Regions from separate parts of the Gasterosteus aculeatus genome. Here region 2 is linked to region 1. A link is a contact called in public Hi-C data. All regions are on one chromosome and are shown on one strand. Each heading gives the region's core, a stretch centred on a gene start, on an enhancer-like site or on the middle of the called end of the contact. The rest is flanking DNA. Distances are from core to core; before and after follow the strand shown. Region 1 holds the start of nbeab (neurobeachin b). Region 2 overlaps nbeab (neurobeachin b).

What was found. Hi-C and Micro-C count contacts between places; a contact is called where the count stands out from the background.
Region 2: a contact with region 1 is called in a Hi-C map of whole body, with 2.6 times the contacts expected there. The contact joins the enhancer-like site here to the promoter of nbeab in region 1. A contact is called at or near these places in 5 of 6 Hi-C or Micro-C datasets (liver, skeletal muscle, tail fin and 1 more).

The regions. Positions count from the first base shown.
Region 1 is chr1:14,400,553-14,405,629 of fGasAcu3.hap1.1, forward strand. nbeab (neurobeachin b) reads left to right here and starts at 3,550. Exons shown (of 57, transcript XM_078098576.1): 1 at 3,550-4,144. The coding sequence starts at 3,884. stard13b (StAR related lipid transfer domain containing 13b) reads left to right here. Exons shown (of 18, transcript XM_040173495.2): 17 at 1-119; 18 at 242-1,180. The coding sequence ends at 359.
Region 2 is chr1:14,468,011-14,473,115 of fGasAcu3.hap1.1, forward strand. nbeab (neurobeachin b) reads left to right here. Exons shown (of 57, transcript XM_078098576.1): 18 at 652-760; 19 at 852-933; 20 at 1,068-1,191; 21 at 1,846-2,038; 22 at 2,188-3,186; 23 at 3,982-4,199; 24 at 4,298-4,451. Among protein-coding and RNA genes, the nearest start is that of LOC120820258, 6.9 kb to the left of the region's middle. Within about 2 kb of position 2,906, at least 1 of the 9 cell types and tissues checked has open chromatin away from gene starts, as enhancers often do.

The sequences.
Region 1 (5,077 bases), core at 2,300-4,799:
CATGAGGATTGTCCTCCTGTTGGAGGGGTACGCGCCATAGTTCTGGAGTCCAACTACTTGCTGGAGCCCTGCGGCTCAGGAAAGTCCAGACTAACTCACATCTGCAGAGTGGACATGAAGTAAGTCCCACAAACTATGAAATAGAAGTACAACACTTCTATGTTTAGGTATTATTAGCATTTTTAACATCCTTGATGTGCGTGTAGGATATAGTATACTAAATGTACCGTTTTGCTTTCAGGGGAAGGACTCCGGACTGGTACAACAAAGCCTTTGGTCACCTTTGTGCTGCAGAAGCTGCCCGGATACGCAACTCCTTTCAGCCGCTAATCACAGACGGCCCAGAGACCAAAATCTGAAACTGTTTGCCAATTGTGTCTGCTCAGCCTTGACATCAAGATTGAGCCTTTGAGTCATTGCTAACAGGCAGACATGAAGCATAGACATGACCCCAGAACTAAAGCACAGTTTGAAACGTTTTCCTTTTTTTGTCCAGGGTAGAAATGCTCTGTATACTATTTTGAGCTCCTCTGTACTTGCACAATGACAAAAGAGGACATCTTATTGGTGCTGAGCATAAGTACTCACCGGGAAATTAATCATCCTGCCAATGTCCTTAGCCATAGTATTCTATTTACCATAATGTTGATAAACCTGTATGTTATAATTATTATCTTTAATAATATTTTATTACTGTTACTTTAATCTACAATGTCAAGGACATTCAAGGTTTTAAATGCTTCTGGGAAGCATGTTCATGTTATTCATTTTCAGATTTAAAGCTAAAATATTATGTAGGCTATTTATATATATATATATATATATATGTGTGTGTGTGTGTGTGTGTGTGTGTGTGTGTGAATATACTGTACATCCAAAAAAGATGTATATATATTGTATATATGTGAAGGGATAAATAGTACATATGTTGATATCCTATATATTGATTATTTCACAGTGTCCACCCTTCTGTGATACAAGTGGCATAAAAATTGTAAGCTGGTTTTACTTTGCTCCAGTATTTCCATCTTGGAATGGGTGTAATTTTATTCAACTTTGAGCTCCCATGGTTGTGAAAAGAATGACTTAAGGTTTGACTTGATCATACCTGCTTAAGGGTACTGCATTGTGCCGTGTTACGTACAGGAGATATACTTTTTTAATAAAATGATAAAAATGATCAAATATTAGTACGCACTGATCCTTCCTCTGCTTGCAACATCAAAAAGACAAAACAGGCCTTTTTTAGTAAACAATGGCAATCTGCTGACCTGTAAAGGAGTGGTGAGGACCCTCCTCCTCCCGTACACTGCTGTGGTTGTTTGTTGCAGGTGTTGTTTGGAGGGACATCAGCTGGACGAGCCATGCATGAATCTGGGGGGGGATCTTTTATACCACTGGCATGGCACGGGCTGCCATTCAGTTACTTGCAATCGACTGCCAAACACACTCATGCACACACACACACACACACACACTTCACAACTGACAACTTCCAGCTACCATTTGGATTGTTTGCATGTTGTATACTTTGCTTTATGGCGAAGCCAGCTCGCTCTTTCCCCGTTTAGTCACAGTCTCTGAGCTGAGCTGCAACGTCCTCAAAACCCTATTGTACCTGTTATTTATTAAACCGTGAACATGTTTAAATTCCACATGCTTCCACATTGATTTAGGACTACTAGGTTGCACAGGCAAACTCACACTGGTCTGGGCCCTCTGCTGGACATTTAAAGAAAGAATACATGACCGCAGTGCAAATGGACAACGGACTTACATGGACACTGTATTGGAGGTTGCACCTCATTTTTATTGCAGACATGTAGTGGTTAAAAAAGCTATTGCTGACTGTGATTAGTTTGGCCTGGCCTTTCCTTACAAATTGTATGGTAAGGTAAAATATTTGGATTAACACATACACCTGGTTGATTGCCTAATCTGTCCACTAGATGGCCCCTTCTGATCAGCAGAATATACCTCATTTTATAGAATTTAAGTCCACGTTTTTATTGAGTTTTTCTAGATGTTTTCGATAGGTTGTGCAGGTACATTTGTACCTCTCCACTGTAAAAATAACTAATGACTGTTTATGTTTTCAAACTATTACACATGCACTAATGGAGCTTCCAAAGTAATTCAGTTGAAAGATGCCGGCTGTTAAATATTTACCCATTCTTTTGAGTATTAAATGACTGTGAGTAGAAAACTGCTCAAATGCGGTATCTTTTAATCTTGCATAGGTGAAATTTCAGATTGTGGCATTTCAGACATAGTGAAACTATTCAAAGAGATAATTCAGAATACAGTTAGAAGTTGCTGTGAGAGGCCTTCCCCTCACATTGTTATTGATATTGAGTCTGGATCTACTCTTCTGATTCAGTTCCCTAACATGCTCTTAGTGTGTGAATGGCAAATACCAAATCATACCCCTCCATTGACTTCAAGACCTCTAAGTCACTTGCTGATCCAAAGACAGAACTCTGATTAATAGAGACAACGGAAGATAAGACCGCAGTGAGATAAGAATAACCAACATCACGAGATGATAATAGATGTATTTATAGAGCAGCAAAGCTACTTAATAGTGAGGCTGCGTGAGATCTCACCTGGCTGTCGGACGATAGGCAGGATTGTTTTCAAGCTGTCTGTGTCAGTCTTTTTTGTATAATTATGGAAACCTGAAGGCTTTTTTTGGTCATTGTTATTCGTTATTGCGTACTGTAAATATTTTCACCATAAGGCTTTAGGGACATTTTAATTAGCCTCGAGTGAGACACTGGAGAAGTCATGATGATTATTATCTCAAAAACATTCCAGACAAAAGGCAGTAAAAATGCCAGAACAAAATGTTTTGTCTTGTAAATCCCCTAAACTATGTTTGTAATTTCAATTCAATGTGATGTGCCAACAGGCAGACCCTGATAACTCATCGGAATCATTAGGAGAAATATTGACCTAGAGAATTAATCTCACAATACTATCCCCACAACCCATGTTCCTCATCGACAAAGTGGAACTCAAACTGCACTGAAAACTGGAACACATTGATGTGTAGAGAGGGAGACAATGTGGTATAAATATGATGGTAACAATAACAACGTTCTGAATGGCTCAGTGTCTGCAGAGAGGGATCCTTATTATATAAACCCCTTTAAGAGTAAAAGCAATAGCCAATACCATTAAAACGTCATATGTTATAATGTAAAACATATCAAGCGCAGCACCAACAGCTTTATGGCAATGATAGGCACAACTTGTAACTTAAATATCTACAGTTGTTGAAGCAAAGGCGCATGCGCATTTCAAGCCGAACTATGAACATTTATTATTTTCCCATCACCATTTCCCAATTAAACAGTATAATGTATTCCTGCAGGTATGAGCAACACGCAGGTAGAAGGTAAAGTGCTACGCAGGCAACTTCCGGCTGTCATTTTTTGGGGGGGGGGGGCGTTTCCTCCTCACACCTGCGCGGTTCACCTTTCCATTAGAAGCGAGCCGCCGTCCGGCTGCGTCGCCGCAGCGAGCGCACGCGCGGTGAGCGGCACCGCAGGCAGGGGGCGGCAACGCGGCGGCGCCGGCGGCACGGACGCGGGAAGACACGCATTAAAGACAGCTGTCCCGCACGCACGGCTTGTCAGTCTACTTCGCTGGCGCCGACAACACACCGGACTCCCTCCCGGGAACTCCCTCTGTCTCTCGTCCTCTCTCCATTTCTTGTTTGGGTTTTGTTTTCGCGAGTATTCTCACCTCACCTTTTTTTTTGTTGTTGTTGATGCTCCAAAGCAGTGGATGGAAACATTGCGAGGATAAAAACGCGTTTTAATTAAGAGTCCGAAGCCGCCCGGTTCTGGCGGAAAGGACAAGCGGGAGACTGGTGACGATGCCGGGCTCGATGTCTCTCTCGGACCGACGACCCGCTGCCGGTCAGAGGCAACTTGCGGCCGCAGGCGCTTCTGCCGCCGGTGAGCCACCGGTGATGATGATGATGATGGCCGGCTCGGGTTCAATGGTCTTCCCGGCTGGGACCATCGACCCGTCGGTGCCGATCCGGAATATTAAAATGAAATTCGCCGTTGTCGTCGGACTGATCGAGGTTGGAGAGGTTAACAACCGGGACATCGTTGAAACGGTGCTGAATCTGGTAAGTAAACGCGTGTCCTCTTTACCATTCCGGGACTGGATCTTAATGCTGTAATCCTCATCCAGGGGCAACAGTAATGGACATAATTGACACATCGTACAATGTATCTTTTGTTTTAGAATGTGCAAATGATTATTAATTGTTCGCACTACTGATATGCGTGAACATTTTAGTAGACGGCCATAAATCTGTGCACACAGAAAATATTGTCTGAGTGAAGAGGAGAAACCAGTGGGGAAGTTGTTTTTTTTAAAGTTGAACAAAGTTCCCAGCTCCTTTATAGATGCTTCTAAATGAGACACACAGGGGTGGATGATGTCAGTAAGTGGGAACGTGCACCTGCTTGGAATTTCATGCCATGGTTTTCAGCTGTTTTCGGGGTGTAGTCTGGTACCCCTGAAATACAAGCATCCATCATGAGAGGGCTGAATCGTTTACCAGTGTTTGATGATAATTTGGCCAATTCTAACCATTCAACTCTGCAGCGTGTCGTATACAACAAGTACTCTTGCTGGACCTTTTCTTCCCCCAACTAAAGTCATCACACTCTTCCCTGATTCATATTGACTCCGTATGTGTATGCTGTCCAAAGATATGCTCTCCCTCCACTTTTCAAACCAGCATGCACGAGTGTTTGAACGGATGGTATCACAGCGTCGGCAGCAGGATAATATGCAGAGATTGTAGAGCCAGCTCGCACCTTTTGCCTTGACAATCTGCAGGGATGCCACACTAAAGAGCCTGTGCGTAATGGCTGGCCTCCTCTTGTTGGAACACCAGAGATTGATTACAACCTGTTCTGGCACAGAAATCCACTCTGTGGAGCAAGACAAATTGTAGCCTTTGGCATGTTCGAACACGAGAGTTGTACAGTAGCTGGCGTCACTGACACCTCGCTCCCACTTCCAGCAGTGTGCTATAGTCATGGGAAAT
Region 2 (5,105 bases), core at 1,656-4,155, 67 kb after region 1:
TTTTTGGGACCATGCTTGAAAAAACAGAATAAGCACAATGGAAATATTACATAATAATCATCAACTTAAAGATAAAACATAATAAATAATACAACCAGACACATCCTCCCATTGTACCCGTTTCATTGAGCAGAATTGTAAGTTCCACCTCAACTTGCTTTGCATTGTGCCCTTTTCTCCCCAATTTCCATATTTATACAGTTGAGAGAAAATGGAACATGTCTCCTAAGAGGCCAATTTACCAGCCTCTGCAATAAAAAATAGAAACCATTGGCAACGAATCAGGAAAGTCCCAACTTGGCTTGAGGCCGTGGCAGCAGCTTCAGCATTGTGACAGCCGCCCCTATGCTGTTTGCAGGGGTAGTTTGTTGCTGTTTAACCCATTAACCTGTGATATGCATCTGTTGCATCATAGAGCCCTGCTTAGTGACAGGCCAACTTCGTTACCCTACAAACCTCCAACGGAATTTCCACAATCTTTGACAGAAGGCAATTTCTGACACTTGTCTCAGGAGCCGAGCTCCCCGTGGGTGAGAACAGGGAAGCAAGCTGTCGGCACTAGTTGATCCTTTCAGTGGCTTAGGGAGCTCTAAACCAGTCACTTTGCCATTATGTGCGTGTTTTGTATTGTTTGTGTTTGTTTATCCCCAGGAGAAAGGTGGAGATCATGCACACACACAGCCTCTTTACTCTCCTGGGAGAGAGGCTCATGGTGCACACGAACACTGTGACTGTTACGACCTACAACACTCTGTACGAGGTGACGCAACCTTTTTGTACTCTCAAATGTCCCAACGTTACTGCACGATTGTTCTCTGTGCTGAATGTCTTCTCACCACTCCCTGCACCAGATTCTGACGGAGCAGGTGTGCACACAGGTAGTTCACAAACCGCATCCCGAGCCCGACTCCACTGTCAAGATTCAAAACCCAAGTATGTCTCTTATGTGACACTTTGAGTTTTATTCTTTCTAAAGTACTTGGGAGAAGAAGCAAAAAAGTATATATATATTGTATTATATACAATACTATACTCATACTATATGTTTGCTTGCATGTGATTCCTAGTGATTCTCAAGGTGATTGCCAGCTTGTTGAAGAACTCCGCCCCCAGCAACGAGCTGATGGAAGTTCGGCGGCTCTTCCTTTCAGATATGATCAAACTGTTCGGAAACAGCCGCGAGAACAGACGGTGAGCAGGACTTATACCACGTAACCTTTTTTACTGACGCACTCCATCATCTTGCTGATTACTGTATCAAAGAGAAGAATGGCACCCCGTTCCCCCTATTTGTGCCATGTTTAGGAGGATAGAGTAGCTACAGGGACGTTGGTGCTAAATCATCCTTAGACGTACACATGTCCTCCAGCAGATGTTTCCGTGACAGTTTTTGACAGCTGCTCATTGCTGCTTATTCAATTTTTCACTACCTGCACACACGCTCACACTCGCTTGAAAACATATTGCAATTCATTTAAATCAACAGCATAATTAGCCAAAAACGAATAGGCAGAAAGAGCTTCTTGTAAAACCGTTAAATAAAAAAAGTCGTAATTGGTTTTCCCTTTCTTCCCCTCTTTTTTTGCAGTATGTATACTATATGTTGTTGCTCCAACTTAAACAAACAAATGAAAATATGAATGGCCAAACTTCAAAACAATCTCTTATTATGTTGATATCAAAAGGCCAAAAGCACCAGAAGGATGCTGAGCAAAAGCAGATAGAGTAGTAGGTCTAAATGCTGCGTGATACATCCACACTACATGTTTTTCTTTTTATAGATAATGCAAGTTTCTATAATCTGGTTTACATATATCTGAATGTGTGAGGATGTACATATTGCAGGTGTCTGCTTCAGTGCTCCGTGTGGCAGGACTGGATGTTTTCTCTTGGCTACATCAACCCTAAAAACTCTGAGGAGCAGAAGATCACTGAGATGGTGTATAACATCTTTCGTATTCTACTCTACCATGCCATCAAGTATGAGTGGGGAGGATGGCGCGTGTGGGTGGATACACTCTCTATAGCTCACTCTAAGGTGAGCCCTGTCCTGTATAACAACATGGAAACACTGACCTCTGCTGTTGACCTTTTAATTTAAGTTGCCTCATCTTAACTGTGCTTATTCTAAAAGGATCCAAACAGTCATTTCTATCCTAAATGTATATCATGTTCCTCTTTTTATAGGTGACATATGAAGCACATAAAGAGTACTTGGCTAAAATGTATGAAGAGTACCAGCGCCAGGAAGAGGAGAATATTAAGAAAGGAAAGCAGGGTTTGGTCAGCACTATCTCCGGTCTATCTGCTCAGACGTCTGGCCTCATTGGCCAAAGTGAAATCCGAGAGACGGACGAAAACTCGCAGACACCTGAGAGTAAAAAGGACTTCGAGAGTGCCGACTCACGCAATCTTTTGGCTGAAGGAAAGGGGCCCGAAGAAGCTCTCAGAGGAACGGTGGAGGCTGTCAGGGTCGAAGTTCAAGACCTCCTGGTGGACATCAAGGCTGAAAAGGTGGAAGCTACTGAGGTCAAGCTAGACGATCTAGACTTGTCCTCTGAAAATCTGGGAGTATCTAAGAATGGAGCCCTGGTGGAGGTGGATTCTCTGTTGAATAATGTTTATTGTGCTGCCGTGGAAAAGCTCAACAGTAATGTCAACAGTGTGCTTTTGTCAAAGTGCAGCATGGATGAGGAGAATGCACCCCCTCTAATTACTCTAGATGATTACAAGGACAGCATCCCCAACAGCAACCATTTCCTGTGTGGCAAGGCGGCCGGCAGCATGGAAGACAAGTCACTGTCTGATCTTGGTACAGCTGAGCCTCTGCTACTGCACAGGCCAGAGCCTCCAGTCCACACCAGTGCCAGTGATGAACTGGGCCTTCTTGCACGCATGACGGGCGGCTCCGAACTTGGCTCCTTGCACAGTATTTTGGAGCAGGATGAGTATGAACTACAGGCCGCCTTGGCGGGCATCAGCTCCGTGGCTGTTGCCAAATCTGAGTCCTCGTCCACGAGGCCAGAGGTCACAGAGGGTACCGCCTCAGCCGCATACAAAGGGCATCCCACATCTTTTGAGATCAGCAGCACAGCAGATGCAACAACCGGCGCTTCCGACACCGAGAGATTAGAGGACGGCAAAGACAAGGAGGTGAACAAGATCCAGACGACTGCCACCACGCAGGTTGGTCCGAAGCTGAATGACTGTTTACTTTGTGTACGTGAATTGACTTTCACATGAGCGAATGATACTAGAGGTTCACTGGCTTCACCAGGTTTAGAATAACAAGAACAGGGTTGTCAAAGGGGGATGTAACAGGGAGGATCAATGAGTACTGAAACAGGGAAACGCCAAAGTGAAGACTGAGTGGGGAGACCATTTGCCATTGTCAGGATGTGTTGGCCTGTCGTGAACAGTTCTGTGTTAACAGACCCAAAAGGAGACAGGATGGCCTGGGGGACATCAGCCAACATCCCCATGAGACTCGGGGAAAGTGGGCTGTTGGAATAGTCTTCTGAGCCAACCAATGGGCAGAAATAGACAAAGCATTATTCTGCAGACGTCGCCCGGGATTTGTTCCTGGTTCCGCTTCTCTCTCGTATGAGCTGTGCGCTTTCTCAGAGGCCAGGTGCTTTGCTTAGACTGGGTCACTGATAGAGGCTCGCTGGGAGTCATGCCTTATTTTTAAACTTGTCTAATTGCTCATGTCCCTTTTCTCACCGGTGTTTTTTTTTTTTTTGAGGCACCTTGCTGACTCATTAGACTTTGGAGTTGTATTAGGCCTGTTTTATCTTTCCTCACCCACAGGCAGGAAGATGTTATCTGAAGAAGCGCTTTAATCTTGCATGATTTAAAGGGAATAGCACCGCAGTAGCATTAAATCTCCTTAAGGGTACGATCTTTGACATAACAATTAGAATTAGAATTAGAAAATGTTGATGTTTACTCTATTTGACTGATTTATTGGTCTCCCATCAGAGTGTCCATGGCCACCTAACTACTCAAATGGAGAGGGACATGCAGCTGGACTTGGGCTTCGGGGGGACACCGATGACGGAGGAACAGCGGCGGCAGTTCAGTCCCGGCCCGCGCACCACCATGTTCCGCATCCCTGAGTTCAAATGGTCAGCCATGCACCAGAGACTGCTCACTGACCTGCTGTTTGCACTGGAGAGCGACGTCCTCGTCTGGAGGAGGTGAGGTTTTTATGTGTATCTACGTGGACAGAGAGATAGAATTTGTGAAAAATGCTTTTACCCATACTAGTGTTTGTTTTGCCCTCCCTCCCCTACAGCCACTCCACCAAATCTGTCATGGATTTTGTTAATAGTAATGAAAACATCATTTTTGTGCACAACACGATCCACCTGATCTCACAAATGGTAGACAACATCATCATCGCCTGTGGAGGGATCTTGCCCCTTCTCTCAGCGGCCACCTCTCCCACCGTAAGTGCCGCTCACTGTCTTTGCTGTGGGGTGATACTGCCATCTAGTGGTAGTTTGTTATAACTATTTGATCTATGGCTCTCCGTGGTGTACAGGATACAGGACAGCATGTTTGGGTGAAAAATAACACTTATGTGTGTACATCTTTTTGCTCAGCGTCAAACTGCTACAATTAATGCTAGAGACATTACTTTGGAATAGTTTTGAAATAACTGACACACAGAGAAGTTTTCTTTCATTGATTCACTTTAATTATCAGATTTAATTAGCTCTTGAACTGAAATGGATTTTGATCATCTTATTTAGGTTTTTTTTATCCATGCAATCCCTAGCTTCATGGTTATTTATTCTATTTTAATTTCTCCTTCTCTATTAATTACTGTATTCACAACCCTTTAGTGCTTAACACTCGTTAAATAGATCTAAAAATGCGCTATCCCTGTGGACTGCTGCAGATTTCACACTTTAATCGTTGACTTTGAAAATCTTTACATGTTTCAACACAAAGGTAATGAGCTCTAATAAAGGGGTTTGCATTGACTCAATCTCTAAAAAAATGTTTGATCAAATATAACCCTGGGTGGAGTAACATGGTCAGCTGATCTTAAATTAAACTCTTGAATATTATCTCCTCCTCCTTATAGACACTGCACA